Regions from separate parts of the Mus musculus genome. Here regions 1, 2, 3, 5 and 6 are each linked to region 4. Evidence: chromatin contacts called from public HiChIP or PLAC-seq and promoter capture Hi-C data. All regions are on one chromosome and are shown on one strand. The core of a region is the stretch at or near the end of the contact, and the rest is flanking DNA. Distances in the headings are between cores, read along the strand shown. Region 1 overlaps Smc2 (structural maintenance of chromosomes 2). Region 2 has its middle 36 kb from the start of Fsd1l. Region 3 holds the start of Fktn (fukutin). Region 4 holds the start of Nipsnap3b (nipsnap homolog 3B). Region 5 holds the start of Tmem38b (transmembrane protein 38B). Region 6 holds the start of Fsd1l (fibronectin type III and SPRY domain containing 1-like).

Region 1 (2,700 bases), core at 197-2,696, 540 kb after region 4:
TGGTATCTTCAGTACAGTGTCTGATAGAATAATTTTACAAAGGCAACCATATACTCCTTAAAATTCTTATACTGCGACATAGCAAAGGAAGGTATTTTTAGTGCGATTAAAAGCTGGGATAATTTTGAAATAACTGCATTGCACAAAATCATATTGAATACCTGAAAAAGCAATGTCTTTTAAAATGAGACACACACATACATACATTTGTGAGTTCTTCAAATTCAACTTGTGATAGATAATGTATATTATTATTACTAATAATAAGTTTTATCAGTAAGTATGAATAATACCAATACCATTGGATACCATTAAATATTACAGAAATACATCTTATAGAGAGAAATAAATGTCTACAACTAAATTGAAAATGACTGTTAGTGACAGGCAGTTATCATAGCTGTAAATTCAAGTATACCTCAGGCTATACTTCTGCCATTTGCAGCAAGTTTCCTATTGAGCAGTTACTAGAATTGTTCAAGAGCTCAGAAACAAACCCCTGATTCTCCAGGTTGTAAAACTCAACATAACCATACCTTTGCAGCAGCATCATCCGCTTCCCGCTTATGTTTGCTTATGCTGTGGTCCAACTCCTTAATTTTAAGTTGAGACTCATTGTTTTGCAAATTGTGTTTCGCCACTTCTGCACATTTATCTTTAATTATGTTGTCCTGGGCTGTTATTATTTGCTTTTGCTTCATCAGCTCGTCTTGAGCTTTATTTACTGATTCCTAAAATCGCAACAAAAAGGAAAACTAATGACTATCAGTCAGGTAATAAGTAAGTACTCTAATCCTGCCCCAAGTCTGACTGACAGACTTTTGGAAAGCATATGACTACATGTAATGGCTGTCTAACACTTCACATTTTACACACAGTAAAGTGAGTCACATCACCACTAAAAGAATCAACATGACATTCGATCCACACTATAATCAAGACTTTTGACTACATGTAGTGTGGGGGGGATGAATGCCTGAGAGGAGGACTACAAACTCTGACCTGTTTTGTCTCTCAGTTTAAAAAGTAGAGTTCTGTAAAGTTAACTAACAAGAAGATAAACTGAGAGATCTCCAATGAACAAGAAGAAAAGCAAAAATAAGGACTCAAGATAAGATACGGTGGCCAAGGAAGTTTCCCTTTTACAAATGTAAGGTGATAAGAAGATGACCTCTGGCCAGGCAGTGGTGGTACATTCCTTTAATACCAGCACTTGGGAGGCAGAGGTGAAAGACTCCCGAAACGGGGGTGGGGAGGACCCTCACTCAAGTCCTGGGATGACTCGACGTGACGAGACACCCAAGAACTTTCGAGAGACCAATCTTGATGCAAACAGCAAGAGGTTTAATCGGGAAAGACCAGTGCACTGGGAACGACTTGTATCCCATGCAGGGGTAGAGGAGTCGACACCGAGCTCAAGGGGTAAGGGGCTTATAAAGGCAGAAACCGCAACACCTGGCATTGGGCGATAGCATTTGGCAAGCATAACGGGTTCAAGGAACAGTTGGAGTATTCTGTATAAACATTTCCTGAAACAATGGAGCAAGTTAAACTTCTACTTTGTGGTTAGTTAGTACAACCTGGAACAATGGGGTGCGTTAAACTTTTACTCCCTGCCATTAGTGAGGCCTATTGTGGACACAAGACTAGGGACTTACATAATTTTTCACTCTCTCTCAGGATCTTTCAGAGGCAGGTGGATTTCTGAGTTCGAAGCCAGCCTGGTCTACAGAGTGAGTTCCAGGACAGCCAGGACTACACAGGGAAACCCTGACTCAGAAAAAAAAAAAAAAAAAAAAAAGAATATGACCTCTGGTAACAGAATGTCACAGCATTTGAGTAGAGGGGGTCAAAAGAAAAATGAAGAGAGAACCCTCTTTTTGTTGAAACCAACAGACTTGGTGCAAGGAAAGATTTCTTACCCTGACTTTCAGGGCCACCGGCTCCACCTAAGAGCAGAGGCTACTTAACTTTCAGATGACTAATTACAGGTGTGGTTTCCTCTGCTCCCAACTCCCTCAAGCCCCTTTGCTTTATTCTGGGTGTTGAATGTGCCTATACAGTAGTAAAGATAAGATTTACACACTCACAGGACAAAGTTTACACGAGACAAAAGGAGAAAAATCCTAGCTCATCTTACACTTACATTAGGGGGGAAGAAAAGTAAGCCAAAGCCAAGTACAATAATCTACCAAACGACTCTTAAGAAATGACTTCCTTAAGTAAGCATTAATAATAATTTAGATGGGGGAGGAGCATATTTGGGAAATAACATAATTCCAAGCAGCAATGTTCCACACCTAGGATTGTTACATGTGCTCAGAGTGAATTTAAATGCTTTATAATGCCTAGCTGTGTTCATTAATGGTCTGTGCAAGGGAAAAAAAAAAATCAAGACTCACCTTAAAATCTAAAGATATTTTAGCTTTTAAAACCCTTTGGAAAAAAATGAAAGAGTAAAACTGATCCATTTAAGGGGCGCTTCTCCAGTTTTATCAACTCTAAGTACATTCGACAGAGGCACGGCTATGAAGATCATGCTGAGACTGAAAAGGAGCGCTGCAGATGTAGCTGCCAGTGTTTTCTGCACTGGGAGAAAATACACATGAGCCCTATCACTTCAGACGGAGCAGAAATGGACTTGTAATCTTGTTTGTCTCAAGCCAATTAGTTAGTAGGAAGTTAATTTCCTTCCTTAGC
Region 2 (2,700 bases), core at 55-2,554, 580 kb before region 4:
CCAGTCTTTTGCAAATAACACAAGTTACGAATGTTCTTGACTTGTATTCAATCAACGGTTTCAACTTCCTTTCTCTTCCCGGAGTCTAATATAAAGTAAAGTAGGCCATTTGATCCCTTTCCTCTCTTACACAACCCTGGCTTCCTGCAGAACACCCTGACTCTGGGGCTATGGATGGGGAGCGCTCTACAGACCATGTATTTGTTCTAAATGATGGTAGGCAAAAGAGCCCTCCGGTCAGTGTCTGAATGGCTGAAGGAGGGACCCCTAGGCAGCTACTGCTAGGGGACAGCAATAAGTACAGGGGTAAGGGTCCAGGCAGTGGGCCCAGGTCTCCAGCAACATACTGCCATCCAAGAGGACTTCCAAGAAGGCAGGAATTACTAAACTAATTGTTATTAATAATTAACTCATCTCTGCGTGTAGTACACTTAGACTTCCAAGCAAACAAGAAGCCTTCTGGAACATACAGGGTGTTCAAATGTTCTAAATAGCAGCTTGGGACAGTGGACTTATCCGAAGGCTCTCTTTCCTGATGCCTGTATTTCCTGAGGAAGGTATAATCCTCCTTCTGACCCCATAAAGCTTATTAAACTTTGAACATACCTTAAAATCCTTCAAGGACAGATAAATTGGGGCTTTCTTTATTCCAGGCCTGTTGTTAGCCACACCGCTCTCTGTCTAGCCGCTCCCTCGGACAGGAGTTTCTATTATTATTGTTGTTCAGAATCGGCACTCTCTCCAGGCCGGCATGCTTCCCGCCTCGCGCCTTTATACTAACACTGGAGTTCCGTGCCTGCCTTTTCTTTTGTGTCTTGTAGTCTTTTGTTTCCTGGCTCTATTTTCATCGCCAGGTTCACTGCCAAAATGCGTTCAGTCACACTCTGCCAATATGTTGGCATTTGCAAGAAATTTGGGGGTCGATAACTTGAACAGAAGAGGTGCTATGATGGGGTGTTACTCAAAATGTGATCTCTTTAAGTCAAAGATTAACTTTGAACTAGCTCTGTCACTAATGTAGTGTAGTCTGTACATTAGCTCATGTAGGCTTAGCTAATGAGCAGGAAGCCACCCTGTTAGGCAATATCTGCCAATAAAAAGGTCACGCTTGGGAAGGAGAAGCAGAGAGACCCTCTCCCGATTTGGGGCTGGGCCAGTCAGACATAAGCTGCTTATCTGTGTAGACGGAACAGCCTGGCCCATAGGGCAGGAAACCCTAGCTTTGGGGAATTACACTAGAGCCATGGCCCAGGTTGGGTAAATACTGACAGTCTGGAGTCCTCTTGGGTGTGTAGTGGGGCTGGTTAATGACTGTCAGACTCCATTCCAGAAAGACCTTCAAACGTTTACAGAGAGACTGGGACAGAGCATCTGCCCTAGAGGAGCGTTATTACTTAATCCATCTGTTCTAAAAGTACGCCTATCAGGACAGCGGTGGGGGGGGGGCAGGGGGAGCAGCATGAACTATGTGATAGTAACACTGTTGCAGGCCCCAGTGTGCGCTGACTGGCCTTCTGAAGACTCATTGTATCAAGGGAGGGGAGAAGAAGGGAGACCTGATAGCCAAGCTCAGCTAGCTTCTCACACTTGGCATTTCATCACCCTTCCGCACTGAATCCTCAGAGCATCACTGGATCCCTGGTGCCCGATAAAGAGGGGAGTGACTTGCCCAAGTGACAGGGTTGGCCGGATCCAAGTTCAAGTTTGTTAGATTCCTATGATGCTGCTGCCCAGCCATGACAAGGGAAAGATACATAAGATATTGCTGAAGACCATGCAGGATGGGAAGGAGGAGAGAAAATGGAACAGCTTGTTCATCCTCCTGAAAGGAGGTCTTGATTGTATACATGGAGCAAGTCACCCTGTTGTGCAAACATGCCTCTCACCAATTAGTATTTAAACATACAAACAACAAACAATACATCTAATTACCCCAAAGCAAGAGACTTGCTAAATGGACTGGTAATTTTCATGTTGAATCTATGTGAAATTCTCAACAACCAAGTATCAAATACAATCTTACCCAGTTCAGCTGGATTCAGCTGCTGTCATGAAGGATGACCTGTTGCCACCACCACACACATTTCCACCCCTAAAAATTCAAAGGACTCCTTTTTGTTTTTCCTTATCTCATTTGGAATCTTTAATAAGAAATAAAGATTGACTTGATATTTCCCTAAAACAAAGTCTGGGAATGAATCCTTTGGTTAAAAAGTTGAGTGCATTTTTTTTAGTGGAAAACCAAAGGTTGGTAATATTCCCAAGGAGCACAGAAAGAATAGGAATAGCTAATGTAAAAAACAAAACAACAAACAAACAAACAACAACAACCCCCACCCCCTACAAAACCAGGGAAGGTAATTGAATGAACTAGCCGAGCCTAAGGCAATAGAAGGATACCACCCAAGTATGAACGAATTGAGGCCATTCCCAAGCTAGTAAATAGTGAAAGCAGATCTGAATTCTAGCTTTCTCAGATACACGGGGACAGTTGAGTTGCAATTTGGTTGGCTGAATTTGTCCATTTATCCCTCTCTACCAGCAGGTGTCACCAGACAAAAGCACATTTGCAAAAGGATGGCCTGAAAACCCAGCTCTGGCTGCAATTCCAGCCTCATTCTAAGGTCACATTGAGTGTGGAGGCTTCAGCTGAACAGCCAGCATGGATGCCCAGAGTTCTCAAAGTTTACTGTGCGTGCA
Region 3 (2,700 bases), core at 199-2,698, 700 kb before region 4:
TTCCTGGGCTGGTGGTCCTGGGTTCTACAAGAAAGCAGGCCAAACAAACCATGAGAGCAGGTAAACAGCATCCCTCCATGGTCACTGCATCAGCTCCTGCTCCAGGTTGCTGCCCTCAGTGCTTTGGATGATAAACTGTAATCTAAAACTTAGCAAACCAAACCCTTTCTTCCCCAGTCACTTTTGGTCATGGTATTTCACCACTGTAGTATTAGCTCTAACTAAGACAGTGAGTAAAGCCTTTCCCTCAAGAGGCAAGTGACTAACTGCTTGGTTGAGAGCATTTACCCAAGGCTGGTCTGTCGATCATTATGCAGCTCTGTTTCCTAGTGCTTTTTTTTTTTTTTGTCTTGGCCTCCAAAGTGCTGGTATTACAGGTGTGTGTTACCATGGTTGGCTCACAGGCTGACTTTTACTTAATGGAAATCTTCAAACTAGAAAGACTGGAATATCATTCTTTATAGCCGAGAAAGCTTGAGACATACAAGAAAGCGGCTTGCCTTGTACTACCTGAGAAATTGGCGATCGTGATGAAATCTGAATTCAGTTCTCTGGACGACTTTTATCTAAAGCTTTTAACTACCCGGCCCCATTTTTATCAAATCTTTCCCGATATTCCCCAACTGATAATGTAAACGGAAGACAGGAACGTTCCTACATGCAGTTATCTCGCATCGCTAACCGCGCCCACCTTATCATTATTATTGTTACTTATTATTATTACCATCGTCATCATACTATTAAGCATAGTGAGCACTCCTTCAAACGAACTAAGAATGACTACTGAGGAGTCTAAGAAGAGAGGAAAGCGACTGGTAAGCCAACCACCACCTCTCTTCGAAGCAGTTGCAGCAGGCTGCTTGCTGTACACAGAACTTGGCTTTGGCGCAGCATCAAAGTCCTTCTCAGGTGGAACCCTCCCTGGGCGGCTGCCCTGCCAACCCCCTTCCTTTCCCTGTAAGTTCATGCCACGGCGTCGGATGCACTCAGAGCAGCAGCAGGCTGCATCAGTTCCTCCCCGGCGGAGCCACCTTGGCATGCATTGGTCCTCACACCTGATCGGTCTCCCCGCATCGTCCGCTCTCGCCAACCAGCTCAAGCGTCACTGTCCCAGCCCGGCCTCTTAAGCGTCTCCATGAACCTCCAAAATCGAACCCTCGCGGGTCAGGACGATCAACGGACAGCATGGGCGTGTGGGAACGATCTGTCGCCGGGACAGCGGGGACGGCGGCAGCAAGCTCGTGCACGGACTGCGGCCGACCTCGGACTCCTCCCCGCCGCCGTAGGGAGGGTACCCCAAAGGTGGACGACCGCTACTCAGGGTATACCAGTAGACCAGCGACAGTGCCTGAAGGAACCCGCCCACGCCCAGGCTCGGCTACCCGGCCCCGGTGCCCTCATCTTACCTAACTCTAGAGCTGCGGCGGAGGCCTCGCTTTACGGCAACTGTCGCAAAGAAGCGGTCAAGCGCGCAGCGGCGTACGCTGGCTGTTGCTTTGTTCTCCGAGCGCTCCTATTAGTGTGGCCTATTTGGCCATCAGAAATCTGCAATCAGCCGTCCCTCCGGCAGTGCCCTGAGGCTGCCTGGAGTTTAGAGAAAAAACAGAACTGTCCCCCGTAGTGTACGGCTCATCAGACAGAGCGCAGAAAGTGCAAACCTAGGGTGGATAACGATTCTTTTTCTCCCTCCCTCCCTCCCTCCCTCCCTCCTCCCCCTTCTCCTCTCTCTACATTCTGCTATTGGGGACAGAATGGGGAAGAGCACTATGTAGTGATGCAAGTACTCATGAAGTTGAGGTGCCTACTTGACATCCAGGTCTAGAAGATGCGATCTTCCAGTTTGGGGCTTGAAAGAAATATAGATGCTTCTGGGCCTGGCACCTAGCATCTTTGCTTTTAGCAGAGCCATTTAAAGAGTTATTGGCAAGGAGCAGATGTGGATTTTGATAGGAATTTTTGAAAATTAAAAAGCACTAAAGAAATTATTGTAATTTTACGTTCTTTCTACGAAAATTACTAACGGCGTATAGAAAAAAATGAAATAATTTACCTACGCACCCCGTTCTATATCATTTAGCTCAGACTGGCCTTAAATTCTACTCAGCCAATATGGTGTTCAACTGATCCTACACATCTTCCACATCTCAAGTGCTGAGATAACAAGTGTGCATCGCCATGCTTGTCTTAAAACAGAATTTTTCAAAAAGTTGTGATGGAATGTGGCTGTATCAAAAATTTCTATTGTCTGACATGCCTACAATTCAAGTATTTGGGGGGCCAAGGCAAGAGGATCTAGAGTGAGCTCTTGTCTTTAAACACATGCAAACGCACATGCACGCACGCACACACACATGCACACATGCACACAATATAATTGATGCCTATTGGAGTACTAAGAGGTGATATTTTAAAAGATATTAGGAATGCTTATTATGCTCAACTATGTCTGGAAATTATAAGGAGGAAAAAAAAAAACTTCCCGGGTTTTAGAAGTGAATAGATTTCAAGTGCATAGTAAATATTATCCTGCATAAACCTTGCAGGAGGCAGAGGACTAGCCAGCTTTCTAGCCAGTTTTCTGATTTGAGCTAAGTTTAAGTTTAGATCTCACTGTTTTCCCTATATAAGCACAGTCATAATGTGCCATCTACATTATCAAGTTTCTGTTTCTATAAAGTGGACTGGGATTTAGAGGAAGGG
Region 4 (2,700 bases), core at 6-2,505:
TTTCACACAGAAAATATGCATTAAAGAAATCTGTATTGAAAGGTGTTTGTTAAGGGGTGAGGTAATTTTCTGTTGCAGGGCTGGGACAAACAGTGCCAGGGTAGAAATCTGCTTGCTCCTATCTCCAAATTAGAGCTTTTTGTCAACCATACTAGGAAGACAGAGAGGACAGCGGCCATATGAATACTATGCTCTTTAGTGTTCGACACAAAGTCTGTCTCTAGACAGCTCTTAATGCTCTTCCTAAACAAAGTAAGTCAAGAACTTCGGTGTTCAAGTCACAAATAGCCCTGGGTCAACAGCTGAGGCTGGTAGGTGTCCTCCTTTTTATGAAAGTCCCATCTCAGGCACAACCAGTTTCAGCAGGCTCCAAAGCCATGCTCCCCTTAAGATCTCCAGACCCTGAGTTGCAGGGCGGGATGCTCCCAGGTTTACCCTGAACTCCATAAAGCCTGGCTTTTGAACCAGGCAGGAACTGTAAACCCTCAATGAGTGGCAGTCACGATGGTGATGACTGCAAGAACACAATGCTCAGGGCTTCGGGGACACCCGGTGTCAAGGAAAGGTCTCTGTCCATTGTCCAGGGAGGCAACCTGACAAGTGGGTTCACCCTGGACTCACGAAATATTGGGTACCGATTGAACCGGGCATTGGCTGGACCGACCAGGGGTCTACTCACGCTCCAGACCCCACCCACTTCACAGTGTTGCTGGTTCCTGCCCCACAAACCCACCTACCTCCGAAGGACAACTCTCACTGCAGACCCCGCCCACCTCCCGGCACTGCCCCTTAGAGCAAGGCCCCGCCCACCCCCGGCCTCCACTAGGCAGGCTCCGCCCAGTTCCCAGAATACGGCCCGTTCTCCGCACTGCAGACCCGCCCACCTCGCAGCGTCGTCATCACGCGCACCACGAACCCCGCCCACCTCCCAAGGCTGCTCGTGCCCGACACACGCCCCGCCCACCTCCCTAGGCTAAGCTCGCTCTCCCCACAGACCGCACCCACCTCCCTGATCCCCGTTTCTACACCACCTAAGGACAGTTCCACCTCCCTGCGCGGGATTCTCGCACGCCCCCGCGGCCCCTACCTGAGGCGTCAGAACCCGCGGGGCCAGCGCTGTCCTTAGGCCGCTTCGGAGCGCGAGCATGGTGCGGTCCTGAGCGCGCAGGAAGACCGCCGCCGGGCGCTCGGATACGCGCTCTCCTCGCTTCCTGGTGCGCGGGCCAACTTCGATTGGGTCCCTGCTGGACTGGGCGTGGCTCGGCGGCGTGGCTCCGCCCTTCCCCGCAGGCGCAAGAGGCTCAGAGGGTGCGGACACAAAGCAGTCCGCGGTTCTGTTCCCCATCCCGGGGCATTACCTCTTCTGTATGGTTCTAACACTCCAGAATGTAGGGCGTGGCGTGGATGCTTCTTGGGGTGGGGTGAACTTGTAGCAACCATCAGCGAGCCTTCTCCTGTATCACAGAGTATTCTGCATCCCCATTGCAACTCCAAACCCCATCCCCAGCATGGCCTGGGAGTCTCCGAACAAAGATGGGATAATTTTCCTGGAACCCAGAAGAGTGGGTCCGAGGGCCTGAGAGTCACAGGTGAAGATTGAAATAATTTTGTGTGATGCGAAAGCTGACCTCTGACGGCCTCTGATTTTTGGCCCTCAGAAAAACTTCAATTACAATTTATATTTTTCTAGCGCGTGTTTGTGTTCTCTGTGAAGCATATTCTAGGTTTCATGACTTTCCAACTAAGATTTAGAAACCATTTTTAAATACACTGCTTTCATTGGGTCCACTGTTCACAAACATTAAATAGCTAAATAATCGCAATGATTTCCCTGAAAATCGCCTCTTGGCCAATTTACTAATGTACACTAAGCTATATTATTTACTGGTCATCAGAGATTAAAACCGTTTTAGCGTCATAAACTTGGAAATCCTGTTAGCCTTTAAACTCCTAACGATTTTATGCTTAGCAAATACACATAGCTCTAAAAACAAGTTACACTGAACAAATATCATCAAACTATAGAGGTAAGTTATTGAAAAACAGGCGTGCTTCTTTAGGTATTAAATGGCAATTTAAGGTGTACGTAAGACATTCCAAGCGGTGGTGAACATGAAAGGGATTTTTGATGTATTTGCAACAACTTAACTAGAATATGACATCTATGCCTTTTATTAACTAAATCGTCACAAGTCCTGATAGTATTGTCCTTTGTTCCGTCCTTTTATGAACAATGAAGGTAAGATACAGCTTTTAGCATCCAAGTAGCCAGAAGCTTTGGGTGCAGTCAGTAGACTGCTTTGGAGTATGCACACACCTCTGGTCTACAGGGTAAGGTCTCAGAGAAACCTGGGACCAACGGCTAACAGGGCTGTCTTAACATTAAAAACACACACTGGCCTGGCTCCTTAGCACTTCTCATCCCAAATCCTTTAAACCACCCCAGCCCCGAGCTTCACTGCCCTCCCCCCACCTCCCCTTTCCTATAGAACCTCAGCTATCTTGGCTAGATGCTATCTTGTTTGGTTCTCCTCTTGGCTTCTCTCTTTGTCCCCTTGCCTTCTCTCTCCCGCCCCCTCATTTCTTCCCCCCTGTCTCTTCTCCCCTCTCATGGCCCCGTCTATTCTGCCGGCAATGCTCAGCCTGGACCCTTCCGGATGCCTTGGGCTGTTCTCTCCCTCAGACCCACAATAAAAACTT
Region 5 (2,700 bases), core at 119-2,618, 810 kb before region 4:
AATAGCGAATATATTTATGTAGATCATACCTTTAAAAATATTTTTAAAATTTCTTGGCCTGGGGCTCTACTCAGTGGGTGGGTACTTCAGTAGCTTCTATCTCCAGTAACAAGGAAGGACCTAGAGTTGGTGTTTATATTTAGCATTTGGAAACGTTAACAGTTTTTAAAGCAGTTACATATGGATTTTAAAATAATGCATTAAATGTAAATAATGTGTTCTTTACTAAAATAACTATTCTCAAAATCAAAAAAGTATTTCGTGAGAAAAGGCACATTGCTATCTAATTAGGCAAATCTCCTTAATGTCTAGCCTCAAACAGAAATGCTTGGACTCATCAGCTGTTTCATTATCTCTTACAACACTGTTAAGTCACACGGCCATTGGGAAACTTCGCTGTACACTCATAAAGGCAAGAACGGATAAATAACCTCTGAAGATACATTATGAAAATAATGAACTTTACAGTGTGTGACAGGGAAGAACCTGGGAAGTGAGCCACACTTTGAAAACGTCTGATTTAGTCAATACAAGATACTATCGGATTCTAGATATGGAGCAGTAACGAAACTGTAGTTCTCTTTAATCAGAGAAACAGTCTCCCACGAGGATGACCTGTTCCTCCACGAGTTAGACACAGAAAACTCTCAAAAACGTATGAGGCAAGGATTTAAAGAATTAGTGGTCCAGAAAAGGTAAGACAACCCTTAAACTTTCACCCTTCACCTCCCGGACAAGGAAGGCAGAGAAATGCCTGAACTCAAAGACAGACTCAGAAAAATAATGGGAAAATGGGGAACTTTAAAAGGAAACCCACTACATTCAATGTCAAAGACAGGAGTACAAACACTGCTTTTTGGTCACATGGTTCATGGAACTCAACGTTGTGAAAATCCCATCCCATCCCACATGTTTCACAGAGGGCTGAACTACATGCCAAGCGACTGTTACCCGGACCGTGCCTCCAGTGGCTGACTGAGAAACCGCAAAGCCACCCCCTCTCCTGGTTCAACACGCTAGCAAGGTGCTAGGTCCCACCTGAGACGTCCCGCTCAGGGGTCTACATGACCTTCCTCAGCCTACGTCTGAGTCCCGTGCTCGGTACTGAGGGGTGGGCCGCAGGGCATCCCGGCGTCCCTGCCTCCCGCAGTGAGGACGCGGAACCGGGAGCGCGTCGGGCCCCTTCACTCACCTGGCCGCTGCTTCAGCGCCATCACCGACACCAGGTAGTGGGCGATATCAAAAAAGGGAAACATGGACGTGCGGGAAAAGGCCAGAGTCAGATCATCCCACGGGTACTCCATGACGACTACCGACGCCGCCGGCCCCAGCAGCCGCGGCAGCCGGTTCCCCTCCGGCGGAGGGGGTGGGGGAGGGGACGGCCGCGCCAGCTTCAGCCCTGCGCGTGCGCCCTGGAGCCTAGGGGGGCGGGGTCCGGAACGGGGGCGGGGCCGGAGCCGGAACGAGGGGCGGGGCCCTGGCCCTGGTTCTCCTAAAAAAGGTATGACATTTTCTCAGTGTTGCAGTCAGTGCCAGCTGACCCAAGGGGCAACGGGCAACGCTCAAAGTCAGATTCTATGTAAACGGATGCCATTCCTCTTTTTCTGAACAGCCACGATGTAACTCATTTATTACTTAGTGAAGATATGAAAGATAATAAAACGGTAATGTTTTATCCATATCCCCATGAAACTTGAATTTTCCCAGAGGGAAAAAAAAATTTTAAGGACTCACGGAATTTCACAAAGCATAAAAAGTATGGATGCCACGCCAAAGCAGATGGTTAGAGAAGACCATTGCAGGGAAATGCACACGGTATTAAAAGCAAGTCTGTAAATATTAGAAGTTATTTTGGCTAGACTACAACCTGAAAAATGAAGTTGTAAAAGAAATAAAAGTCTTTCGCAGTGAAACCAGGTGGTTTAAGCTCTTGATCAGTCGCTACATTGTCCTCAGTCTTGTTTATCAAAAGCATGTGCTGAATTGGTAGTTGGGGTGAAGAAGATGGGCAGGTCTCTGAAGTTGCAATCCAGCACCAAAGATTCATGAGAAGAGACTAGGGAAATCAGAAATGCATTCACTAATCCAAGACAAAAGGTAGTAGTAGTAGATGCAGGTCTTAAGGACAAAGCCACAGATAGAGAAAGACTGCCAAGCAGACTAAAGTGGATACAAACACCACCTGTAATGACAGCAAAAGGAGCCAGGTTTTGAAAAACAAGAAAAGGAGCTATCTGCTGAAATTGGTTGCAAAAAGAACTAAAAGTAAAGGGAAAAAGTGAGACTGGATTTTAAGAAAAAAAAGGTAAATTTGGCACATTTTTATTTGACATGTCAACAGATCATGTTGTTACTTGGCATGGGTACACACAAGCTATTGAGGGAGCAGGTAGGTGACTGTTATATTGCTGCAAAGGGCAATCGCCTTTTCCTCCTGAGGTTAGCCTCGGTATTAACTCACTTAGCAAATGTTATTTACACCCGTGCTTTGTACCGAGCATTTTACTGGCTGCCAGAGGCACCACTGTCCTAAACACCAGGTTTCAAATGTAAGAAAGTGGTAGCAACATTCTTCATTTCATAACTTGTCAAGAAACAATAGCCTTGATTAAATACTTTTTGATCTGCTTTTCTAAGCAAACACTTTTTACAGGGAAACATTTCTTTTTAGCTTCTGGCACACTTTGTTTATTATAAATA
Region 6 (2,700 bases), core at 52-2,551, 620 kb before region 4:
TCTTTCCGGATTCTCCAGGCACTTGCTCTTCTTCCTTTTGACCTTTGCTAATGCCCACTTAAATATCACATGATGCCTTTCCTCTAATAAGTCATGCAATGTTTTATCAGCCTAACAGAGAATCCTTTAAATTTATACACACTCAAAATACACATTCTTAGACATACTAGTAATCTCTTTAAAAGATACTATAGTATAGTTGTGGAAATAATAATTGGATATACCCAAATGAATGGGTCTCAAGGCAAGCTCAGAAAGATGAATCCAGGTAAGAATTGCAGTTTTTCTCTAACTCTTTCTGGCACTTTCTATGCAATAATAAAAAAAGAATGGCCTCTTAGAAATGCCCTTGTTTTCCCTGATGTATTATTAATAACACTTGTGTTTTTCTTTCCTATACCGCAATGTATTGCAATTACACTATAACATAACAAAGATAGCAAGGTGGCTTACTTTTTTAATACAGGAATTACTACTGAATATTAAAAATTCAGTTGCAATTGTATTCAGTGCACTATTTGCTTAATTAAAAAAGGCTATTGTGTAACTCTTTCCTTAAACTTGTTCTCAAAGTACTAAACATTCCGAAACAAGACTACTGGCCAGCCTCACCAACTGAAGGACGAGGGTGGGGCAGCGGCCCTGACAACTGCCTTTTTCCTCAATTAGGCAAACACTGAGATCTGCTTATAAATAAACCACTAGCAAGGCAGTGGGCAGATGTACAAAGGAGATTCAGTCCCCGGACCTACAGCGCAGAGACCATGCTGAAGACACGGTGGAAGAAAAGAGACACCAGCTTCCGCGCGGGCGGGGATCCCCCCACGCGAGGCCGAGCCTTGGTCCTCACTCCAACCGAGGAGGGACCCACCCTCGGAGCACGCCGCGGGCAGCGGGAAGAAAGGGGCCTAGCGCCCGCAGAGGGCGGCAGAGACCCGGGTGCGGCTCGCGGTTTCCTCCCCGCAGTGCCTTCCCGGAGCCAAGAGCAGGACAGAGGTCGTCCGGGGTCCCGGGCGCGGCCATCGCTCCCTGCGGGCTCTCAGGTCCCGTCGGGTCGGGTCGGGTCGGGTCGGGTGGGTCCCAGGCCCGGCCTCGTCCTCCGCGCCCAGCCCCGCGCGCCCCGCCCACCCTCTCGGCCCCGCGCTGCGCCCCCGCTTACTTTCTGCGAGTCCATGGCTAGGGACTAAGCCCTCCGGGCCGAACTTGTCACCGGAGCTGAGTGAGAAGCTGGAGGAGCCTTAGAGACCCGCTACCTCTGCCGCCGTCAGCCTTGTCCCGTCCCGCAGAGATCCCGCCCGTCCGCGCCCAACCCGCGCGCGCGCCGCTACCGAGCCGCGGTTGCCAGGGTGAAAGGGCGGCCCGCGGGAGGGTGGGGTGCGAGCGCGCCACGCATGCGCATGCGTGCGCCGACACCCGCACCGGCGGAGAGGATGGAGCGCTGCCTGGCCGCCTGCGTCTTCCTTCTGCAACTGCTTCTTTCTTTGCATCCTTTTTCCTGTGCCATCGCTGCGGGCCTTGCAATGAACCATTGGGCACCCAGCAGCCAGGTCGTGCGGAGAGCCTGGGAGCTAGCTCAGCCCGGGACGCATCCTTCACCTGCAGCGTCTCTCCACTTAGCCTTGGTAGGCCAGGCCCAGTGATCCAGCTGGAATAAACACGCTAGGATGGAGAGGCCGCGGAAACATGTGGAAGGGTCTTCAGGGAGCGTGGTGGAAACCTTAAAGGGCTCTGGGACAAGGGGTAGAAAGAAGTTACAGATACGTGGGTATGGGACCACATGGGCTTTGTTGCCTGGTCAACCTTGCCCTACTAGTATCTTGCTACCTTGTAAGCAAGTCTTTTTCCGTGACCTGTGTCATCAATGAAATAGAATGAATGCAGACCTCGCAGAGGACAGCTTAAATCCTGTGTTTGAACTCCCCAGAGCATGGAGTAAATGAGAGTGGGACAGCACATTAGAATCTGCTCAGGACGGGTGGAGCTGGCAGTGCAGACCAGAAAGCTTGGGGAGAAGACTTGGAAAGGTTCTCCAGAAAGGCAGGCTTCATCTCCATTTAGGTGACTCAAGAAAAATTCTTCTGGGTGTTCACATCCTAATGGAATAAAAGGGAAACGAGTATGAATGAGCCTTACGAACCGGTTCTGCCCTTCTACACAAATCCTCAGTGAAAAGGCCTGCTTCTCAAAGAGCTTACAATCTAAGGTGGGAAATGACAATACAAATCCATGAGGCTGTTAGAAGAAAAGTTTGTAAGAGAAATCAGGGAGGAGGAAGATAGATCAGTGGGCAGACATGAGTACCAGAGTCTGTATACCCAGAACCTGGTACCCACATAAAAGCCAAGTGACCACAGACACACACCAGCACACAGGTGCCCCCACTTGTGTGCCCACACATTGTAATACCCTCGACCAAAGCACACACATGAAAAAATTAACAAAGGAGGAAATTGCATGAGGTAAATGGAAGAAATAAAGTAAACAATTAAATTGCACAGAGTTAATAGACTCCGAAGAGGTGGGGTGCAATTTCCTGACATTACGCAGGAATGACCTGGGTAAGGGTTATATGAAAGGGGTTGAGGAAGAATATCTAGTTAGAAGGACAGTTAAGAATCAAGACCTTGGAGAGGCAGGAGCTGTTTTAGATGAATCATATTTACACTTCAATGTTTTATGTTTCTACTAGAGTCCAACGAC

What was found. Promoter capture Hi-C pulls out the DNA fragments that hold promoters and counts their contacts. HiChIP or PLAC-seq counts read pairs in DNA pulled down with a chosen protein or histone mark.
Region 1: a contact with region 4 is called in an H3K27ac HiChIP or PLAC-seq map of extraembryonic endoderm stem cells, with 6 times the contacts expected there. The contact joins the enhancer-like site here to the promoter of Nipsnap3b in region 4. A contact is called at or near these places in 16 of 39 promoter capture datasets (the 3T3-L1 cell line, 3T3-L1-derived adipocytes, the C10 cell line and 10 more), 1 of 15 datasets of contacts at CTCF or cohesin (pro-B cells), 1 of 484 Hi-C or Micro-C datasets (liver) and 2 of 115 datasets of contacts at active chromatin or transcription factors (embryonic stem cells and extraembryonic endoderm stem cells).
Region 2: a contact with region 4 is called in a promoter capture Hi-C map of liver, with 5 times the contacts expected there. The contact joins the enhancer-like site here to the promoter of Nipsnap3b in region 4. A contact is called at or near these places in 12 of 39 promoter capture datasets (the 3T3-L1 cell line, 3T3-L1-derived adipocytes, the C10 cell line and 7 more), 25 of 484 Hi-C or Micro-C datasets (the 3T3-L1 cell line, the C2C12 cell line, the G1E-ER4 cell line and 17 more), 3 of 115 datasets of contacts at active chromatin or transcription factors (astrocytes, embryonic forebrain and neural tube) and 1 of 9 other capture datasets (embryonic stem cells).
Region 3: a contact with region 4 is called in a promoter capture Hi-C map of liver, with 5 times the contacts expected there. The contact joins the promoter of Fktn here to the promoter of Nipsnap3b in region 4. A contact is called at or near these places in 17 of 39 promoter capture datasets (the 3T3-L1 cell line, the C10 cell line, the HPC-7 cell line and 11 more), 4 of 484 Hi-C or Micro-C datasets (CD4 T cells, CD8 T cells, cortical neurons and 1 more), 4 of 115 datasets of contacts at active chromatin or transcription factors (astrocytes, bone marrow-derived macrophages, forebrain and 1 more) and 2 of 9 other capture datasets (adipose tissue and liver).
Region 5: a promoter capture Hi-C map of pre-B cells shows a contact between it and region 4, with 4 times the contacts expected there. The contact joins the promoter of Tmem38b here to the promoter of Nipsnap3b in region 4. A contact is called at or near these places in 7 of 39 promoter capture datasets (the 3T3-L1 cell line, the C10 cell line, hematopoietic stem and progenitor cells and 3 more), 1 of 484 Hi-C or Micro-C datasets (CD4 T cells), 3 of 115 datasets of contacts at active chromatin or transcription factors (bone marrow-derived macrophages, large pre-B cells and stem cell-derived neural progenitor cells) and 2 of 9 other capture datasets (adipose tissue and liver).
Region 6: a promoter capture Hi-C map of hematopoietic stem and progenitor cells shows a contact between it and region 4, with 6 times the contacts expected there. The contact joins the promoter of Fsd1l here to the promoter of Nipsnap3b in region 4. A contact is called at or near these places in 17 of 39 promoter capture datasets (the 3T3-L1 cell line, 3T3-L1-derived adipocytes, the C10 cell line and 12 more), 2 of 484 Hi-C or Micro-C datasets (bone marrow-derived macrophages and embryonic stem cells), 6 of 115 datasets of contacts at active chromatin or transcription factors (astrocytes, embryonic forebrain, embryonic hindbrain and 3 more) and 2 of 9 other capture datasets (embryonic stem cells and macrophages).

The regions. Positions count from the first base shown.
Region 1 is chr4:52,472,952-52,475,651 of GRCm38.p6, reverse strand. It overlaps Smc2 (structural maintenance of chromosomes 2), which reads right to left. Exons shown (of 25, transcript NM_001301412.1): 20 at 537-731. Among named protein-coding and RNA genes, the nearest start is that of Smc2, 35 kb to the right of the region's middle. Within about 2 kb of position 1,446, at least 8 of the 459 cell types and tissues checked have an H3K27ac peak or open chromatin away from gene starts, as enhancers often do. A contact at or near this core is called in extraembryonic endoderm stem cells, where this site is marked.
Region 2 is chr4:53,594,280-53,596,979 of GRCm38.p6, reverse strand. It overlaps a transcript of Slc44a1 not described here. Among named protein-coding and RNA genes, the nearest start is that of Fsd1l, 36 kb to the left of the region's middle. Within about 2 kb of position 1,304, at least 36 of the 459 cell types and tissues checked have an H3K27ac peak or open chromatin away from gene starts, as enhancers often do. A contact at or near this core is called in bone marrow-derived macrophages, brain, cerebral cortex and 1 more, where this site is marked.
Region 3 is chr4:53,712,902-53,715,601 of GRCm38.p6, reverse strand. Fktn (fukutin) reads right to left here and starts at 1,448. Exons shown (of 10, transcript NM_139309.5): 1 at 1,407-1,448.
Region 4 is chr4:53,010,435-53,013,134 of GRCm38.p6, reverse strand. Nipsnap3b (nipsnap homolog 3B) reads right to left here and starts at 1,255. Exons shown (of 6, transcript NM_025623.3): 1 at 1,088-1,255. The coding sequence starts at 1,147.
Region 5 is chr4:53,824,713-53,827,412 of GRCm38.p6, reverse strand. It overlaps Tmem38b (transmembrane protein 38B), which reads right to left and starts at 1,368. Exons shown (of 6, transcript NM_028053.2): 1 at 1,193-1,368. The coding sequence starts at 1,304.
Region 6 is chr4:53,630,072-53,632,771 of GRCm38.p6, reverse strand. Fsd1l (fibronectin type III and SPRY domain containing 1-like) reads right to left here and starts at 1,301. Exons shown (of 13, transcript NM_001195284.1): 1 at 1,160-1,301. The coding sequence starts at 1,174.